Regions from separate parts of the Zea mays genome. Here region 1 is linked to region 2. The links are chromatin contacts, called in public Hi-C maps. All regions are on one chromosome and are shown on one strand. Each heading gives the region's core, a stretch centred on a gene start, on an enhancer-like site or on the middle of the called end of the contact. The rest is flanking DNA. Distances are from core to core; before and after follow the strand shown. Region 1 holds the start of LOC103633692 (very-long-chain enoyl-CoA reductase). Region 2 has its middle 120 kb from the start of LOC100281302.

The links. A called contact is a pair of places that touch in the nucleus more often than the background predicts.
Region 1: a contact with region 2 is called in a Hi-C map of ear, with 1.9 times the contacts expected there. The contact joins the promoter of LOC103633692 here to the enhancer-like site in region 2. A contact is called at or near these places in 3 of 25 Hi-C or Micro-C datasets (ear, leaf and tassel).

What each region holds. Positions count from the first base shown.
Region 1 is chr7:7,194,528-7,197,909 of Zm-B73-REFERENCE-NAM-5.0, reverse strand. It overlaps LOC103633692 (very-long-chain enoyl-CoA reductase), which reads right to left and starts at 1,589. Exons shown (of 2, transcript XM_008655400.4): 1 at 1,161-1,589; 2 at 319-1,042. The coding sequence starts at 1,514. The coding sequence ends at 566.
Region 2 is chr7:7,010,857-7,014,317 of Zm-B73-REFERENCE-NAM-5.0, reverse strand. No RefSeq gene overlaps it. Among protein-coding and RNA genes, the nearest start is that of LOC100281302, 120 kb to the left of the region's middle. Within about 2 kb of position 1,942, at least 9 of the 20 cell types and tissues checked have an H3K27ac peak or open chromatin away from gene starts, as enhancers often do. A contact at or near this core is called in ear and tassel, where this site is marked.

The DNA.
Region 1 (3,382 bases), core at 340-2,839, 180 kb before region 2:
ACTCTCCATTATTTAGGAAAAAGAGAAGAGGAACAAGGAAAGGAGAGGATAACACCTGAATTTGGTGGATATTAGAAAAAAAAATTATACCCCAAATTTAGGGTGTCACAGAATCTCACCGGTCACAAAACACGTGAATTCAGTTCAAAAAAATGGTGAAAATGATAGGACGATGGGTAGGACAATGGTGATGGTTTGGAGGGTTGTTTCCCCTAATTAAAAAAAGTTTTACTGTTTTTGGGTTTTTTTTGCGATTCTTAATTTACCTATTGTTTTTTTGATACTCGGCGAAGTCTTTGCAAAAATATAAAAAAAATATTTGGTAAAAAATCACTTAGGGATAAAATATTTGCCGAGTGCAATACTCCGCAAAAGACTTTGCCGGATAAAAAAAAGCCTCTACCGAGTGTTTGTGACACTCGATAAAGAATGCATAGTGCATTGAAAAAAGTGTTTGATATAGTTGTAGCTTTTTTCATAGAGAAAAGCTACAAATCCCTGCCAAAGAGGCTCTTACTTGTTTCTTATATATTTATTCAAACATAGAGCCAGAGCTGGGAGTTGGCTACAGCACATACGGCACCAACGCCTTGATCCTCGCTGGGAACTCGTCGAACTTGGACTGGTACCACCTCCTGGTGGCGCAGCTCCGGCCGGCGAGGTAGGCCGCCGCTCCTGTGGCGTAGGCGAGCGCGTACACCGTCTGCGCGATCATGGCGACCCCGAAGAGCCCGACGATCTCGAAGAGGTAGTTCGGGCAGGCGACGAGCCCGAACAGCCCGCCCCTGGGGATCTTGTACCCCTTGCTGCCGCCGCCGTCTGCCCTCAGCCTCGAGAGGAGGCAGTGGTGGTAGAAGTTGCCGGCGAGGCCGACGGCGAAGACCACCACGCCGGGGCCGCGCAGGTCCACGGGCGGGTCCTGGACGCTGCGGCTGAGGCGCTGCGCGTACACCATGGTGGCCGTGGCGACCAAGTAGTTGGCGGCGCCGCCGACCGCCGTGCCCAGCGGCATGCTCCCGCTGTACCGATGGACGAACAGCACCTGCCAGAGAAGGAAAGAAAAACACGCACGCACGCATGCATGACGTACGGAGTTTCAGACGTTCAGCTGTGCCTGTGTGCTTGTGCTCCCACGGTTATGGGAAAAAAAAAGTTGGGACCTCGAGAAGCCGCTTGAGGAAGTGGGCGGTGAGCGCGGCGCTGAGCAGCCGCGCGCGCGCGCCTTCCACGGCGCCCGGCACGGCGAAGGACGCCGCGGCGGCGGCGAACGCCGGGGCGTAGGTCACCAGCATCCCGTCCCGGCCTGTCAAGACGGCGCCGCCACCGGCCCGCGCGCGCTGCTTGTTGCTGCCGTCGCCGCCCGCCGCCGCGGCCACGTGCCAGAACTTGGAGTAGGACACGTGGTTGCCGCGGAGCTCGGAGAGGCCGGCGTTCGCCGCGGACAAGAGCGACACGACGGACATCACCGTCACGTACACCGACGCCGGCGGCGGGTACAGGAACGGGAGCCACATCTCTGGGTCGCCCGGCCGGCCGGTCGGTACGTGCCTCCAGTACTCCAATCTCCAAATATATAAACAGAACAGAAGAAGCCTGAAACTAGCTGGAAGAAGCGTACAAGTCCAAGGAACAAATTAATAAAAACTAGGAGCGGTAGATCAGTCCTTAACACGTGGATTGACAGTGTGCATTAACTTGCCTACTTCTCGAGATGCGCATTCGCAGCTGACCAGCTCGGACAATGACATATACACACACGTACTGAACGTGGAAACACATGAGAATGAGAGAGGAATGTTTGAACGGCAATAGTACACGAGAGAGGAATCTTCCATGGCTCTACTGTAGCTGACTAGCTGACGGAGAGAAGTCTGTAAGTCACACTGTTGTAGTGAGTCTCATAAAAGTTTTTTTTTCAAGTACTAGACTGCTACAAACATCTCTTAGTTTGATGCATATAAGTCACACTTGGATACTTTTCATGATCTTCTCATCTCCCACATTACACATCCAATTTTCATAGCACAATTAATATTGCTTGTTCATCGACCTTAAACCTTAAAATTTATTTCTCAGTACTTTACTCTTATTTATGTGTTGTATCTCTTCATCCTTAGCTTGAAGTTCTTTTATTTGGTCCTCCAATATTGAACACAGGTGTAGGACATTTGCGGTACCATTTGGCACAATTTGTAGGTTCAGGAGCTATTTTGTTTGACGCCTAAGACGCCACGCCTAAGCTTAGCAGGTTGCAATATGTGTGGCGTGCCTAACACTACCGGAATCCGAGCCTTTGCCGAGTGCCGGACGCTTTGCCGAGTGCCTTTTATCGGACACTCGGCAAAGACGGCTTTGCCGAGAGCCGCACTCGGCAAAGCTCGACTCTCGGTAACGAGCGTCTTTACCGAGCGTAGGACACTCGGTACAGGTCCACACTCGGCAAAGGGGGCTCTCGGCAAAGGGCCGTCAGCGGCCGTCCCAAAGCTGACGGCCGTCAGTCTTTGCCGAGAGCCAATGGTTGGCACTCGGCAAAGAGTCTTCTTTGCCGAGTGTCGCCCAGTTGACACTCGGCAAAGAACTCTTTGCCGAGTGCCATCTCTAGACACTCGGCAAAGTATATTTTTATTTCTTTTATTTTGTCTCCCAAACTTTTTGTGGTATGTTCCTACACTATGTAGACCTACATGTATCATTTGTGGACAATTTTAACAGAGTTTCAATCGTTAGTAGATTTAGTTCGTTTATTTGAATTTCTTCGGAAAATTTAGATTTGAACTGCAGGTCACTCGAAACTTGGAAAACCGTGCATGAAAAAATGATATTCATGTTACTTAGCATAAGTTACGACCGATTCCAGGAGCGGACCAAAAACTTCGAGCAACATGCTCACTAAACATGGCCGTGAACTTGTCATCCACATGTTTAAAAATGGTATAAAACACAAACAAAGTCAGAAAATCTTGAAACTTGTCCACGTGTCATGATATCATATGTACAGGCTGCGATAAAAAATTGAAAAAATTTCGAGAAAACTATGACGCGCTATGTGTACAAACCTAAGAGATCCACATTGAAACTCTATGATTTCATGTGTAGTTCTCTTAGGTTTCTACACATAGTGTCTCACAACTTTGTCCAAACATTCTCAATTTTTTATCACAACCTGTACATATGATATCATGACACGTGGACAAGTTTCATGATTTTCTGACTTTGTTTGTGTTTTATACAATTTTTAAACATGTAGATGGCAAGTTCACAGCCATGTTTAGTGAGCATGTTGCTCGAAGTTTTCGGTCCGCTCCTGGAATCGGTCGTAACTTATGCTAAGTAACATGAATATCATTTTTTCATGCACGGTTTTCCAAGTTTCGAGTGACCT
Region 2 (3,461 bases), core at 693-3,192:
GAAAAAATTATTTATTTCCTATATCCTATTTGAATGTGTGTCCTATTTGAATGTGTGTGTGATTAGAGTCGAGACATATTTATGGTTATTATGTGTGAACTTATGAACTATTGTCCCCTCCTGCTATGTTGCGTTAGTTAGGAATTTATTTTTGAGTGTAATGTTTCAACTTATGAATTTATTTGTTGGATTGTGCTACTGTTGTTGGTTAGGGGGTTTGGCTACAACGACCAGCGTACGTCATATGTCATATAGTCATGGCATCATAAAACAGTGAATTGCCATGCATGTTGAAACTTTAAATGCTTATATATAATATATCATATTACTGTAAGGTCATGGTGTATTTGCTATGTTAAGTTGAATGTTTGGAGTGGTTATATGCATCGGTATTGCCGATTTTAATTACTGGTTCCTGACTGTTGCCGATGTGTTCCCGATCGATTGTAAAATTTACCGTCATATCTTTACACCCTCCCGTTTCGTTTTCTCAACCGATGATATTGTTACCTTTTACAATTTTGAATAAAAATATGCTTTGAAAGTGTTTGGAGAGTTTTCGTGACCATTATTGTTCGTTTTCATCCCTACCTGTCTGGTCTTCGAAGGTCGGTGCTCATATGGTTAGGGTTTTTGTGTGTACGTTCATAAGATTGATTGTTATGAGCGTCTGTTGTACTATGCGATCTCAAAAGAAAATTAGTGACGTCGATAATTTGGTGACGGAAAACAAAGTGTCTCTACTGGACTCGCTCGTCTTCTTTGCTGAGTGTCCAAGGCACTCGACAAAGGCCCTTAAACAGTCGATAAACGCTTTGTCGAGCGTTGCAATCGATAAAGAACCCTTGCTAAAAAAATCATTGGTAAATGATCTTTGTTAAGTGCTATTTGTCAGTCATTCGGTAAAGACTTAATCAAGTATCGACCCGACACTCGGTAAATAAACGACGTCGTTCTGTATTTACTAGTACTTTTATTTTTAGATAATGAATAAATGAATGAAATGACGAGTTATACATCAGATAGTTGGCATGCAGTCTCTCTTTGTTGGCAACCAAGCTAGGCTTGCAGCTGGATTTCCACTCGAGAGCAGAGATGAAGGCAAAGCATGGACTCAGTCACTCAGCTGATGAGCTCCTGTATGGCCTGCATGGTGGCGGGCGAGAAGAGGAAGCTGCCGGGGGAGAGAAGGAAACCAGCAGCACCGCCTGGCGAAGGCAGCGGCGGCGGCGGCGGAACATGCTGGTGGTGCCCGAGCGTGAGCACCAGGAGGTCACCAGCAGCCGTCTGCTGCGACGACGCTGGCGGCCGAGGCACGGCCTCCTGACCGCCGCCGCGGCCGGTCAGGCTCTGCACGAGGGCCTTGAACTCGTCGGCGCGCGCGTGGATGACCTTGGGCGTGTGCTCGTACAGGATCACGGGCCCCGGCGCCGCGGCCGACGACTGCTGCGGTGCCCTGCTGACGTCGCCGCCGCCGCTGTTGACGACGCGGCGGGGTCTCTTGGCCGGCCGGGGCGTTGAAGACGACGACGACGACGTGGTGGTGGTGGTGCCCGGAGGCAGGATCAGCGGCAGCGGCCTCGGCCCCTGCAAGCTGACGACGCCTCTCTTGCCTCTCGCCGCCGCCGCCGCCGCCGCCGCCCACGACGGCGGCGATATGGTGGTGTTGTGTTGCTGGTGCATCATTGGGTGACGACGATGAGAGAGATTTTCTCGCGAGCTTCGGAATGGCGAATGGACTGGAAGCCTGGAAGGCGTTTGAGGCGACAAGTTGTATATATATAAGTTGTATATCAGTACTAATCGACTAATCGTACACCAAACCGTCAAGAAAAGTACGCGTGTTGAATGCGCTTTGCCGTTACGAAAAGGTGATAGAGAGGCGGATATATAGAATACTACTGCCCCCTCCGTCTGGACGACGCCGACGAAGCTGCCTGCCTGCCGCGCGGAGCAGCCAGCAGGAACGTACGGCGGTCCATCTGCTGCAGTGCTGGCAGATGAACACTAACACGTTTGGCGGCGGCGGCTTCGTTACGTTACGCCCGTGCATGCATGGTACTGTGTTCCCGCTGACGAGCGAGGGTGCATTTTAATTTGTATGAGACTGGTTCCGCGTAACTAAGCAAATAAAATTATATAATTCATAAAAACGATTACAAATTACATAATTTGTAATAAAATTACAAAATTCAAAAAATAAAATCTAATTACTTTGGTGTAGATATCATATATGCTCTGTTAAATTAATTTGTTAAATTATTTTGGAGTTGGTCGTTGGGCCGGATTAACATGTATTGTGGCCTCATCACGGTAAAGGATGGCCGTAAAGCTCGTAGGTGCTTCATGTGGTGCATGGTTGGTGCTGTAACGGAAGACTCGACTGTGTCGTAGGTAGAGATGGTAATAGAGTCCCGATGCCCGATTCCCCGCGGGAATTCCTCCATTAGGGGACGAAAATGGTGAAGTTTGTTTCCCCACAGGGATGTAAACGGGAAAAATTCTTCCCCCGACGGGGATGGGGAAGCCCCGTTCCCCGCGGGGACCGGTTCAATCTGCACGTGTTGATATTTTCGTATACTAGTTAATGATAAAAATAAATAATTATCTTGTTTAGATATCAATCATTGTACAAATGTGTTCACTTTGATGTGCACATAATGATTTATTACATCTAACAATATGTATAAGTGAAAATATTTTGCATTAATATAAAATGATGTATGTCCTAATTATAATTTAAATGGGGACGGAGATACCCGTCGGGATTTATCCCCGTGGAGAATGATGATGGGAAAGAAATGTCCCTTACAAGCGTTCGTGGGGATCTCCACGAGAAAATTTTTATGTCGCGGGGACAGGTATGGAGAGCTATTCTTTGACGGGAAATTTCCCGTTGCCATCCCTAATCGTAGGAGTCCACACCGTATGCTTCCCCACGTTCATCTTTAATGTGTACAATGATACATGCACGCGTGATTGGTGGGAAAGAGAACGACCTAGCCCATCGAGAATATGTAAGCGAGCCATGGGTGATGAGGGATAGAATGACCAGTTGATATAAAAATCACCGGCTTAACCATGTCACTGGTGGATAGACTGTCTCTACTAGATCGTGTGTATGGTCATGTAATATACTGTTTATGAAGTAAAGTTTGAAATAGAAGATAGATGGAATACAGGATAGGTACGTAAAATGGTGAAGACAACCTTACATCTTGGCGTCGGAACCAGCCTGAGGCGCCTGCTAGCTGCTCTCGTTGGGCTGGGTTGTTGGTGATCCGATCTGCTCTCCTGTGTGTGTTGAAAACAAATGGGGTTATATTACTCTTTGACTTGGAGTCTTTGACCAGAGCTAGGGTGGAGGGGTCAGCCAACCCTATCCTGGATCTCCAATTCTCCATCCCCACGCCGATTGATGAGCGGGCCGCCGGGAAGAGTACGGTACGCTACGTACCCCC